Regions from separate parts of the Triticum aestivum genome. Here region 2 is linked to region 1. A link is a contact called in public Hi-C data. All regions are on one chromosome and are shown on one strand. The core of a region is the stretch at or near the end of the contact, and the rest is flanking DNA. Distances in the headings are between cores, read along the strand shown. Region 1 has its middle 18 kb from the start of LOC123092686. Region 2 holds the start of LOC123092689 (mitogen-activated protein kinase kinase kinase 1).

Region 1 (5,544 bases), core at 2,148-4,647:
CAAGACAACAGGGCTCGCCCACCCCCTAGGGCACGCCCTGATGCCTTGACGTCTTCTCGTGTAGCTTCTGGTCCTCCCCCGAAGCTTCTAGGGTCCCTCCTGGTCCAGAAAAAATCATCAAAAAAATTCGTCGTGTTTGGACTCCGTTTGGTAGGAATTTTCTGTAAAGCCAAAAACATGCAGAAAATAACAACTGACACTAGGCACTGGTTTAATAGGTTAGTTTCAAAATTATATAAATTGCATATAAAGCATACAAGATTGATAATATAATAGCATGAAACAATAAAAAAAATAGATACGCTGGAGACATATCAATAATTAGTTCTATACGATGAAGCGCTGCCGCATTGTGAAGACTGTACGCTTGCAATCTGTAGAGAGGTCATGCTTTCGGTCTTCGGTTCGAGGAATCGTCTGTGAACAATTCAAGGGATTTCTTCGACGATCTTCATCAAGTTCAAGGGATCGTCTATGAACGGTTCAAGGGAGTTCATCAATGATCTTCATCATGTTCAAGGGATTGTTCGTGAGCGGTTCGAGGGACTTCATCGACGATCTTCATCAAGTTCAAGGGATAGTTCGTGAACGGTTTGAGGGACTTCAAGAACGATCTACACAAACTCTTCTTCCGCTCCAACTCGAAATTGGTAATGATGCGATCTAAACTTCTATGCATCTTCACTGTGTTCCTGGGATTATGATCATAGTGTGATTTTTTTGTTTTCTACCATGTTTCCCAACAATTACAATAATGATCTACGACTTTAAATTTACGTAATGTTTAAGTTTCATCGGAAGAAACATAGATTTTGTAGTTCATAAAATTCAGTTTCATTGTCTATAACCTACGAAAATAGATTTAATACACATGCATGTGTTCCCACTGTTTTTAGACGCATCATACGATTTCAGTTCAAACAAATTCAAATAAAAAATACTCAATATTTCGGACATAACAGATGTTCGAAGATAACAAATGACAAACGCAAACACTGACGCAATAAAGACAAATATCAAATATCAGAATGACCAACTATACCACACATTAAATGCTTACTCTTGAACAAACAAGATCACTACGAAGGACTACACAAGAAAATCAAGCTTTGCGGCTAAATCTGTACCCGTTTGCACTAAATATACTGTTGCGGGGGTGGGGCTTCTTATCTTCAAGGCTTCAATTTCTGAGGACACGAGATGAACTCTTTCCTTTAGCGTACTCAAATGATTGTTGAAGGTGGATAGTCTTTTTTGATGAACAAGAGAGTAGAACAAATAGGAAGCAACAAGAGTACCAAACTAGGACAGGTGAATCGGTTTTCCTTATCTATTCTACAAGTGTTTGTTATTTCCCGTTTTCACTGGTAAGGCAGCCCACGGAACAGGTATACGACCGCACACAAACATGTATATCCCCATGATATACCAACACATTATAGATAAAAACAAAAATAGTAATAAGTCTATACATCCCTAAATATGTGAATCTTGGCGCAAATCAACGACACAGAATCCGTGTGCCCCCGCACTTGAGTGCCCTAAATCCTTGTCCCCGCGTTCATCATTGTTTGTTAGGCTGACTGAAGGAAAATCTTCTTCCACTATATTGTCAATGGTCATGACTCCAACATGGGTCACTGAACGAAGATCCGATTGAGCATATGTGGATGGTAAAAGGGACAACAATGTTGGAGTGTAATATTTAAACTTATTTAAATTAGGATTAATGTTGTATTCGAACATTTGAACTATTTCTAGGCTATATATGCGGCTATTTGAGCATGCGGACTTTTAAAAAAATAATTAAAGCCGGATGTATGCGGATAGCATTGGATGGCCGGCTCCGACATCTGCGTCCGCGGCCCGGTTCTGTATGTGGACGGATGCGAGAGCAAATTACCCCTAATAACTTTAGGTATGTAACACGAGATTCTAGGTCTTTCCAGACCCTCCTTCTGTCAAAGAAAATAATTAAAAAAAAGAATGGTGACGTTTACCGGCAGGACTCGATCTGGAGAGTCTCTGGCACGCAGTCGATGATCCAATCCAATGGACAGGCATCGATCTGCCCGGACGCGACGTGCAGTTTTATACTCTTGCTGACTCGCTGCTGCTGTCAAACGATTTTACCCACACTAGACCAAACAAGTTGGCCGTACTGGCACGGCAAAACTCTCGCGGTTACTGTCGTCGCATCTATTGCCAGCTCGTTACACGCACCTGCACGTCTCCGCAGAGAATATTTTCCAGCCTCCTGCTGAAGACACGTCCTTTCGATTAACAAGTCCCTGACCGTGGCATAGGAAATCTTACAGTCTTACAGACCAGTTGACCGCTGGTCTCGGGGCCTGAATTGGTCGTTCGTGCCCATCAGCACGGGAAGGTGATCATTACCTGGTCTCTCGGCTGCTAGGGCAGTTAATTAGGACCTCTTGTTGTTTTGCGGGAAATTTCTAGAAGTTTAATCCTTAGTTTTTTTTCTTTGTAGGATTATAATTTTTTTTAATTTTTTTTTATTTATTCATCTTCAATCATGGCAGTACAACGAATACCAGAAATAATAAAAATTACATTCAGATCCGTAGACCACCTAACAAAGATTCTTGATGCAAAATGCACACGAATGGTTCCCAAGAACATATTACTGTATAAAATGGTGAAGAAGGAGCATTACATGGAGCAAACACAAACGCCCGGAAAGCGCACGCACACAGAGGATAGAAGATGGCCATTCAGAGAAGAATGCTGCCAAGTGCTGAAGGGAAGCCACCTGGAAATCGACGAACGAAAGCACAAGTTAGCGGCAAGGTCGCATGGAGAAACGCAAGACATGTCAAGCGGAGGTGCGGGAGCACAGAAGGTGGACGAAAAAACTAGCACACAATGCCACGCGCACGCACGGCGAGGTCAAGATAGCGGCGGGGCTAGGAACTAGAGTAGGAAACAGAGAAGGATGAGGATTCACTGTATGGCATTCTTGACAAAATGAAATCTCTTGAAAATAGTAACAAATGTGTTTCTCCGAATCTGAGCATACAAAAAAAAAAATACTAGTTGTATACCACAGCAGCTCATGCAAATGTGCCATGCCACGGGGGAGGACCGGACCGGAGGACGCATCAACAGATGCTCTGCTTCGTTCTGCCGATCGAGCCGGATCGGACCGAAAGGCTCCTCGGCGCGTCGTCATCACGATTTGGAAGACAGTACGTGTCCGTTCCACGCTAGGCCGAAGGAAGGAACGCGCTGAAGAGAAGGGAGGAGCAGGCCGCCAGTAGTTCGTGGAAAGCGACCCGGGAGATTTCCAAAGTGGAGCTGTCAACACAAGACGGTGCTCCACTTGCCGCTCCGCCCCGCTTGGGTGGGTGTCCGTACGGGACGGAAGGGAAGGAGTGCCATCCAGCTCATTTGTGATTTGTTGGATGAGTCATCATGGGACCATGGGATGGGATGGGAAGAGCATAGCATAGCATGGTACCGACTACCGTGCAGCTTTTTTTTTTTTTTTTGAGAACTGACTACCGTGCACCTGTGCGACGCGGCAGCACCGAAGCACGGTAGGCAGGCCCATGCGCCACGGGACCAAGACGTGAGATGGGAGTGGGACATGAGGGGTTGTTCTTGTACGAAGGCGTTAGTTTAGGGCCCGTCCGGACTCATGCAGTTGCAGTCCGGACGTGTTATGCTATTCAACGTGGTTGGTCCGTTAGACGATACAGACATACTACGAGGCTTTGTGGGTGTCTTGCCACGCCCGCGTCTGACCATCCTAACCCATAAAATCCCCTCTTTTGACCGCGTGCATCGCCAGTTGCCTGCATTCATGTCGCCGGAGAGCGGCCACTCCGCATTGATGCTGGTACAGAATGAACATGACCTCTCACTGGCGCTGACATTGAAGCGGCGCGTCGGTCTAGAGCACCGTCCACTGCACGTTCGGCTGAACACACCTCTTCGCCGCATTCAACCGGCTTCAGACTGCCCCGTCTACCTCCATTGAACTTGTGCGTGTGCCGAGAAATCTACTCCGGACACACGTCCGTCCGCGAGTCGTCCAGCATTAAACACAACGCCTGTTGGCTCCTCGCATCCGCCCGCTATTTAAACGAGGCCAGATGTTGGGCAAGAACCGCACCACATCTTCGCTCCCCATCTCCTCTTTGCACCATATTCTTGCCAATCTACACGACATCCAGCGAGGAGGAAGAGGGGTTCTCCGGCATAAAAGCCGACTACGTGACCCGCCGAGCCCGTCTGATACTAGCTAGGCAACTTGCTACTCCAGCTCCCTCGCCGCCCCAGGCCGTCAGTACCATGGGCGAGGCTGCAGGCGGGCAAACGGAGGAGCAAGCCGCCACTCCAAGCTAGCCCCTAGTGTAACAACTCACCGCTCCAACCAGCTCGCAGAGGAGTAGCCAGTTGCTCCACGCCGGCACACACAGTGGCACGGGCACGGTGGCTGCCATGGATGCGGACGTGTCGTCACACTCTTCCCGCGCCAAAGGTTGTACCAGCTGCCGCAAACGTTGGCGCGTAACCGCGCCTTGCAGGTGGAGGCGCCCAGCACGTTCGTGGTCACCGCCGACACCGATGAAAAGTAGATCATGGGAGGCAGTCGCCGCTTGGGTCCCACGATGGCCAATGCCACCGCGTCGCCGGCATACACAACCGGTGTCTTGCTCGGTTCAACGCAGAACATTGTCGACCCCCGCCTCGGCTTCACGGAAGCGGATGAGCCACTCTTCCCCTCCGGCTGAAGCATGACCACTCTGATGAGTGGCGCAACCGCACATAGGCAAGATATGGTGGAGATGGAGGCCACGGAGGCGAAATTATACCTCCAGAGTCGGACGAGCTCCGCTTTTAGTTGAAGTATGTCCGAAATGTAATGAATATCGTCCGGTTTATATGAAATATGAAATACACCGTGTTTGCATGAATTTCATCCGGTTAGTTCAAACAGTGGTTGAAATGTATGCAAGCAGCGTTGGATGACCGACTCTCGCATCAGTGTCTGCAGACTGGTCCCCTCCTATCCGCGGACAGATGCCAGAGCATATTTGCGGGTTAGCATTGAAGATGCCCTTATGTTTACCAACCACGGGACCAATGTAAATTTTTATTATATTTAGGATGCTTTGTAGTCGAGTGAACTTTTACAATAGACCCGGATCTTTTTGAAAAAGAAGGCAAACCCAAGGTTCCAAAGCTAGCAATAGGTTCGTAGATCAAGGCTTCTCATCTTTTTGGATGGGCGACTCAATGCGCTTTCAAAAAATATTATTGATAATGTTTGTGCGGGTGAAAGAGCAACAACATCATTTCCAAGAGATTCCGTATAGCATAGATTGATACCACAAAGATGTTTCCAAAAGATTTCATTGGATTTCTTAATCATATGAGTTACTTTGTTACTTTGTATTTTTTTTGAATCTTATATTCAAATCAATGTACCTGTAACTGTTACAAGCATGAATAAAGTTACAAGTGTTCCTCAAAAAAGAAAGTGTTACAACATTGGATAGAGGACCCGAGTGAAAA
Region 2 (5,713 bases), core at 683-3,182, 190 kb before region 1:
TGCTGTGCGTTGCTCCCTTGATCATGTAAGGACACTTCTTTGACAGCAAAAAAGACACCCTCGCTGTGAAGCATCAATCATTATAACATAAGATGCAGAAGTAGAACGGCATGTAGAGACTTATGACAGAAAAACATAAGAGCAGACTAATAAAGGAACAACAGATGCTGCAGTCCTTCATGTCCGGAAGCTGAATATCCATTTTATTAAGAATACCACATACTAATTCAGAACTGGAACTGATGCAGTGCATATTTTGGCAAAACAAATGATCATATTCCCCTCTATTCTAGTGAATTTGGTTCGGAATTGGGTAGCACTCTGACTCTAACTAATTCTAGTTGACCACAACTAAGCATTATGTTGAAGATGATTCAATTACTATTTACTAGGCTAGGCATCTGTATTTTGCTACGCAATAGTTCTTAGGAGTTAAAATTGTGGCCAGTGAGCTTCTAATCAAACAGAGGATCACTCTACACAACTCGGGTTGATCAAGGCTTCTGGACATACCCTAGGCCTAGGTTATCTGAGAACGAACATAGCAAATTGAGCTCTTAATCTTAAGCATAACGTTAACAGCCAGCATATAAGGAACGATGAATTTTCCTCTGAAGAGTTGAGAGAACTTACTCGCTGATCCCCTCATAGACCGTCCCAAAGGAGCCACTCCCCAAGAGCACGCCTCGACTCCACGACCGGATCTTCCTCTTAAACCTCCCGTTGGGCGAGATGTAGAACATAGACTCGGTTGTCTCATCGTCGTTTGTCGTGGATATCGAGGATGTGCCTGTGAATTCCTCGGAGCTCTCCCCCAGCCTGAGATCTTCCAACGTCAACACTTCCGCCGCATCCTCGTCCTCGGCATCCGGGTCTCCAAAGTCGGGGACAGATCTGATCGCCTGTGGTTGCCCTTGCTCCTCTGGCGCGAAAGACAGCAGGAGATCCCACGTGGAACCAACCTGGGCGGCGGGCGGCAGCGCCATCGACGGCGGTGGCTTGAGCATCACCGGCGGAGGGCGCACACCCTTAATCCCTCCCTCGCAGCCTGGTTTCTTCACATCCGGACGGGCTGGCTCCGGCGGATCCAACCATGCCGGCCGCACTGGCGCCTCAACCGGCGGGTCCCTGGCAGTTTCCTTGGCCGGGAGCTCGAAATCAGCGTCCGCGGGCAAGGTCGGCTCCTCGACGGCCTCGTGGCGGAGCGGGGACTCCCGCACGGGGCGGTCGGGCTGCGAGCGCGCGGAAGGGGAGCTGGAGGCGGAGGAGGAGGCGGAGGAGCGGAAGGCCTTGTGCGCCTCCCAGTCGGTGAGGGAGATGGCGAAGTCCTCGGGGCCGGAGAGGCCGAGGTTGCGGCAGAGGAGCTGGACGTCGCCGCCGCCATCGCCGCTGCCGCCGATGCGGAAGCTGCTGAGGTCGACGGAGCTGGCGACCGAGGGCGCGGCGGAGGCCGAGGCCGAGGAGGCCCGCGACGGGGACGGCGGGTAGCTGCAGAAGAGCTTGGCGGGGTCGTACTCGTAGCCGATGTTCTTGGACGCGTTGCGGCGGTCCAGCCGCGGGCCGCGCTTGGACGAGCGGCACGAGCCGGACGGCGAGGTGGACGTCGCGGTGTCCTGGGACGGCCGGCCCATCAGCGGCGCCTGCTCATGGGGTGCGGCGGCGCTCCGGGACGGGCGGGAGGAAGGGGGGGAAAGGCGATGAGGGGAAGAGATGAGGGCTCTCTGGCAGGCTTTGGGAGTGGCGCAGGAGAGGAGACGGCAAGGCGAGGTGCGGATATTTTTTTCGGCCGCGAGGTTGGGTTTTTTTGGTGGGCGAGGTGGGAGTGGGAGGGGAGACGAGTGCGTTGTCGCATTGACTCGCACCTTTCGCCTTTGTGGTGGCGCCCGGTGGCCGTGGGGGCGGCACTCGCGGCGCGGAGCTTCGCCGCAGTCGCCGTCTGGCCGGCTGGCGGAGGCGCCTTTTGGTCGCCGGGGAGCAAGGCGGTTACTTTGGAATGGAATGGGTGCGATGCTGGCGTGTGGGCGGACGTGTGACCCTGGGCTGAACCTTCGTCGGGTTGCCGTGTGTGCCTGCTTGCTCCTCTTGCCAAGTCAGCACACGGTAACCAGCGTACTTCTACTATCTTTGCTTGAGATATAAAATCACACAGGCAGCATCATGTCCCAAGAAACATACAGTGAATTGTCTGGTGTCACGAAATCGAACGACCCTCGCGTGTATCTTTCGGGCTCTCTGCCACTGCAAAGTGCAGCATTCCTTAATTAATACGTATAAAAGCTCTTGTGCATGGCTAATGGCTCGATGACAATACCCAAAACATAAATGACACCCATACACATTCTTTGGTTCACTGTTGACCCTGGCACGAACACGCCCACGTGAGGTTGAGGTTTATGTAAGAGAAAAATTCGCTACAGGTCCTCACACTTGTCGCGTTGGCCGCATTTCTCCTCGTACATGCAAATACTCAAAATACAGTCCTACAACTTATCTCAGGTGGTCATCTACGATTCAAAATATCATTTCCTCTACGTATCTGCTGACTTGGCCGTTGACTGGCGAGTCCACGCGGGCTTTGACCACCAGCTCATCAGAAGACGCCCTGGGCGGGGGGGTTCGGGGGAATATGAGGGGGTTTATTGCAAAAACGCCTGGCAATAAAACATCGGCCACCTGGTCGGACCGATCCATCCACCTGGTCGGACCCGACCGGACCGAGTCGCTCTGCTCCCCTCCCCTGTTCGTCGTCGCTGCCGAGGTGCTCCCCTCCCCTCGCCGGGCGTGGCGATCTGTGGCGACGCCTGCCATGAGCTCGTCGTCGGACGCCGAGTCGCCGCCGTCTGCTCCGTTTGGTAGGGGCCTGTGTGACGTTCCTCTCGCTCCCTCTCGTCGTCAGGATCATGCCGAGCCGCCGCTGTATGGTACGTCGCCGTCGTCGGCACCTTCTCTGCCCGATTTGTCCGTTTTAGCTGGGGGAAAGAGTGCGCGCCCTACTCAATTGCGCATACGGGGTAGGGTTTAGGGTTCTTGGCCATCTTTTTTTGTCACGGGTTTAGGGGTGCACATGTAGGGTTTTAGTTGTGGATGGTGAAGTTAGTGGCAGATGCAAATTAGGGTTTCATTAGGCCTTTTGATAGGTTATTTGTAGATGAAATATGGTTGTACAGAGGTAATTAAGGTTTTGATTGCTCGAATTGTTAGGCAAAGTGGATGCCCTGTTTTTTTGGCCGTCAATGTTAGCTTAAATTAGGTTACATGCGTCGACCATATGTTGTTTTGTTAATGAGATGACTGTGTGTTTGCCAGATCCACCAAAGGAATGGGCTTTTGGACATGAAAGATCATACATTTGTTTACTTGATATGCCATGAATGCCATCATTTTGTTCTGGAAATGTCTGAACTTTCAGTTATCTATTTCTGAACCTGTATCTGATACATTTGTCTACATTGTCTATTTCTGAACCTGTATGAAAATTGACATTTTGGTTAGATTGGTGCACTTACACGGAGCATATTTGTAGTAAAGATGCTTTCAAATAGCATGGTTGGGTCATGTCTTCAAGTGGCTAAACATTTTTTGTCTGAACATTGACAGTTTTGTTATTACTGACTGAACATTTTTTTGTCTGAACATTGACAGTTGTGTTAGACTGGTATAGTTACATTGTGTCAATTTCCTAGATCAGATGATCTCAAATAGCATGGTTGTGTCATTGTGCAGTTGCATTGTCTCTTCATCTCTGTTATTACTGTCTGTTGTTGCATTGTGCAGTTGCATTGTCTTCATCTCTGTTATTACTGTCTGTCTGAAAATTTTAGATTTTGTCATTTCATTTGTTTTGCAGGCCCCCTAAGCAACCATTTCTCTGCTTAGGTCATACATGGTGGCTATTTTCTATGTGCAGGCAAGCATGGGGGTTATCACAAGGGCCACTCCATTTGGTATGAAAACTGTGATATAGATAATTGGACACCTATAGTTGTTGCCAGTCTGGTGGAGGAAATTGGGTATGAGTTTGTGGGCAGGATAAGGGCTTACTGGTGTGTTCCTGGACTGACAGTCTATAAGAATGGCTTAAGAGAAATTAAGTTAGGGGACAACACAATGACAGAGAACATGAAGGATTGTGTTCTGAATGGGAACCATTTCCAGCAGATATTTCTTGATCATGATGACAGCATGAGGTCATATATTTCCCCTGTTCCAGTTTATTCTGATGATGAGGATCCTCCTTTGGCCAAATTCAGTGGCCTAAGGCCTAAGGAGGAGCAAGTGCAAGAGGAGCAGTCACAGCCAGTGCAGGAGGATCATTCTGACCAAGTGTAAGAGGAAAATGCTGAGCAAGTGAAAGAGGAGCAGGCTGAGCAAGATCAGTTGTATGATGCAGAAAGTGAGGAAGAGTCAGAAGAAGAGGAGTACATACCAGGGCCTCCTCAGCCAGGAGAATATGTTCATATATTTCAATTTGAGTTCAGGGGCAGAAGGAAAACCTGTAGGGTTTTAAACATGGATGCAGAAGATGGAATTGGTGATTCAGCAATGAGATCTTCAGCAATTCATGATTCTGATGAAGATTTCAATCCACAACTTGTTGATTCAGATATTGATCTGCAAGATGATGATGACTTGTTTGACAGAAATGTTGATTGTGATAAAGGTAAAGGTTTAGCAGTCCAAGAACAACCTGATGATCCTGTTGAAGATGTGGACCTGTGTTTGCCTTCTTCTGACGAAGATAAGGTTAAGCTCAATTTCAAAAGTTTCAGAGAAGAAGACCTGTCTAAACCAGAGTTCCAAGTGGGACAGACATTTGCAAGTGTTGAGTTACTGAGGAAAGCTATCAAAGAGTACAACTGTAGGGAAAGGGTTGACATTAAGTGCCCCAGAAATGATAGGAAAAGACTGCAAGCCATTTGTGAAGAAGGTTGCCCTTGGTCTTTGTTTGCATCATTTGATTGCAGAACAAAATGCTTGATGGTCAAGAAATACAATCGAAAGCATACTTGCATAAAGAAATGGTCTGTGAAGTCATTCACTGTTCCCTTCATGGCAGGAAAATACACTGATTCTTTCAGAGCAGATGAAAACATGAACATGAAGAATTTTGCAAGGGTGGTTCAGAAGGACTGGAACATGAAGCTACAAGGAGCAAACTTAGAAGGGCTAAGAGGCTAGTCAAGAAGGTCCTTGAAGGAGATGAATTAGAGCAGTACAACAGCATGTGGGATTATGCACAAGAAGTCAGAACATCAAACCCAGGTAGCTCTTTCTATGTGGGTGTCAATGATGGCATATTTGGAAGTTGCTATTTTTCTCTGGATGCCTGCAAAAGGGGTTTCATGCAAGCCTGCAGGCCTGTCTTATGTTTAGATGGATGTCACCTGAAGAGCAAGTATGGAGGTGTTATGTTGTGTGCTGTTGGGATGGATCCCAATGACTGCATTTACCCTCTGGCATTTGCAGTTGTGGAGGTAGAGAACACTGATACATGGAAATGGTTTTTGTCAAACCTGAAGAGTGACTTGGGAATACTCAACACAGAACCATGGACTGTTATGTCAGACAAACAAAAGGGGCTGATCAAGGGAGTGAGGCAGCACTTTCCTGATTCAGAGCACAGCATTGTGTCAGGCATATATGGCAGAATTTTCAGCAAACACACAAAGGAGATGTACTGAAGAACCAGTTATGAAAGTGTGCAAGGAGCACA

The links. Hi-C and Micro-C count contacts between places; a contact is called where the count stands out from the background.
Region 2: a contact with region 1 is called in a Hi-C map of leaf, with 7 times the contacts expected there. The contact joins the promoter of LOC123092689 here to the enhancer-like site in region 1. A contact is called at or near these places in 4 of 5 Hi-C or Micro-C datasets (leaf and an unstated tissue) and 1 of 1 datasets of contacts at active chromatin or transcription factors (leaf).

The regions. Positions count from the first base shown.
Region 1 is chr4B:455,566,709-455,572,252 of IWGSC CS RefSeq v2.1, reverse strand. No RefSeq gene overlaps it. Among protein-coding and RNA genes, the nearest start is that of LOC123092686, 18 kb to the right of the region's middle. Within about 2 kb of position 3,397, at least 7 of the 8 cell types and tissues checked have an H3K27ac peak or open chromatin away from gene starts, as enhancers often do. A contact at or near this core is called in leaf, where this site is marked.
Region 2 is chr4B:455,759,460-455,765,172 of IWGSC CS RefSeq v2.1, reverse strand. It overlaps LOC123092689 (mitogen-activated protein kinase kinase kinase 1), which reads right to left and starts at 1,932. Exons shown (of 9, transcript XM_044514509.1): 1 at 634-1,932; 2 at 1-63. The coding sequence starts at 1,631.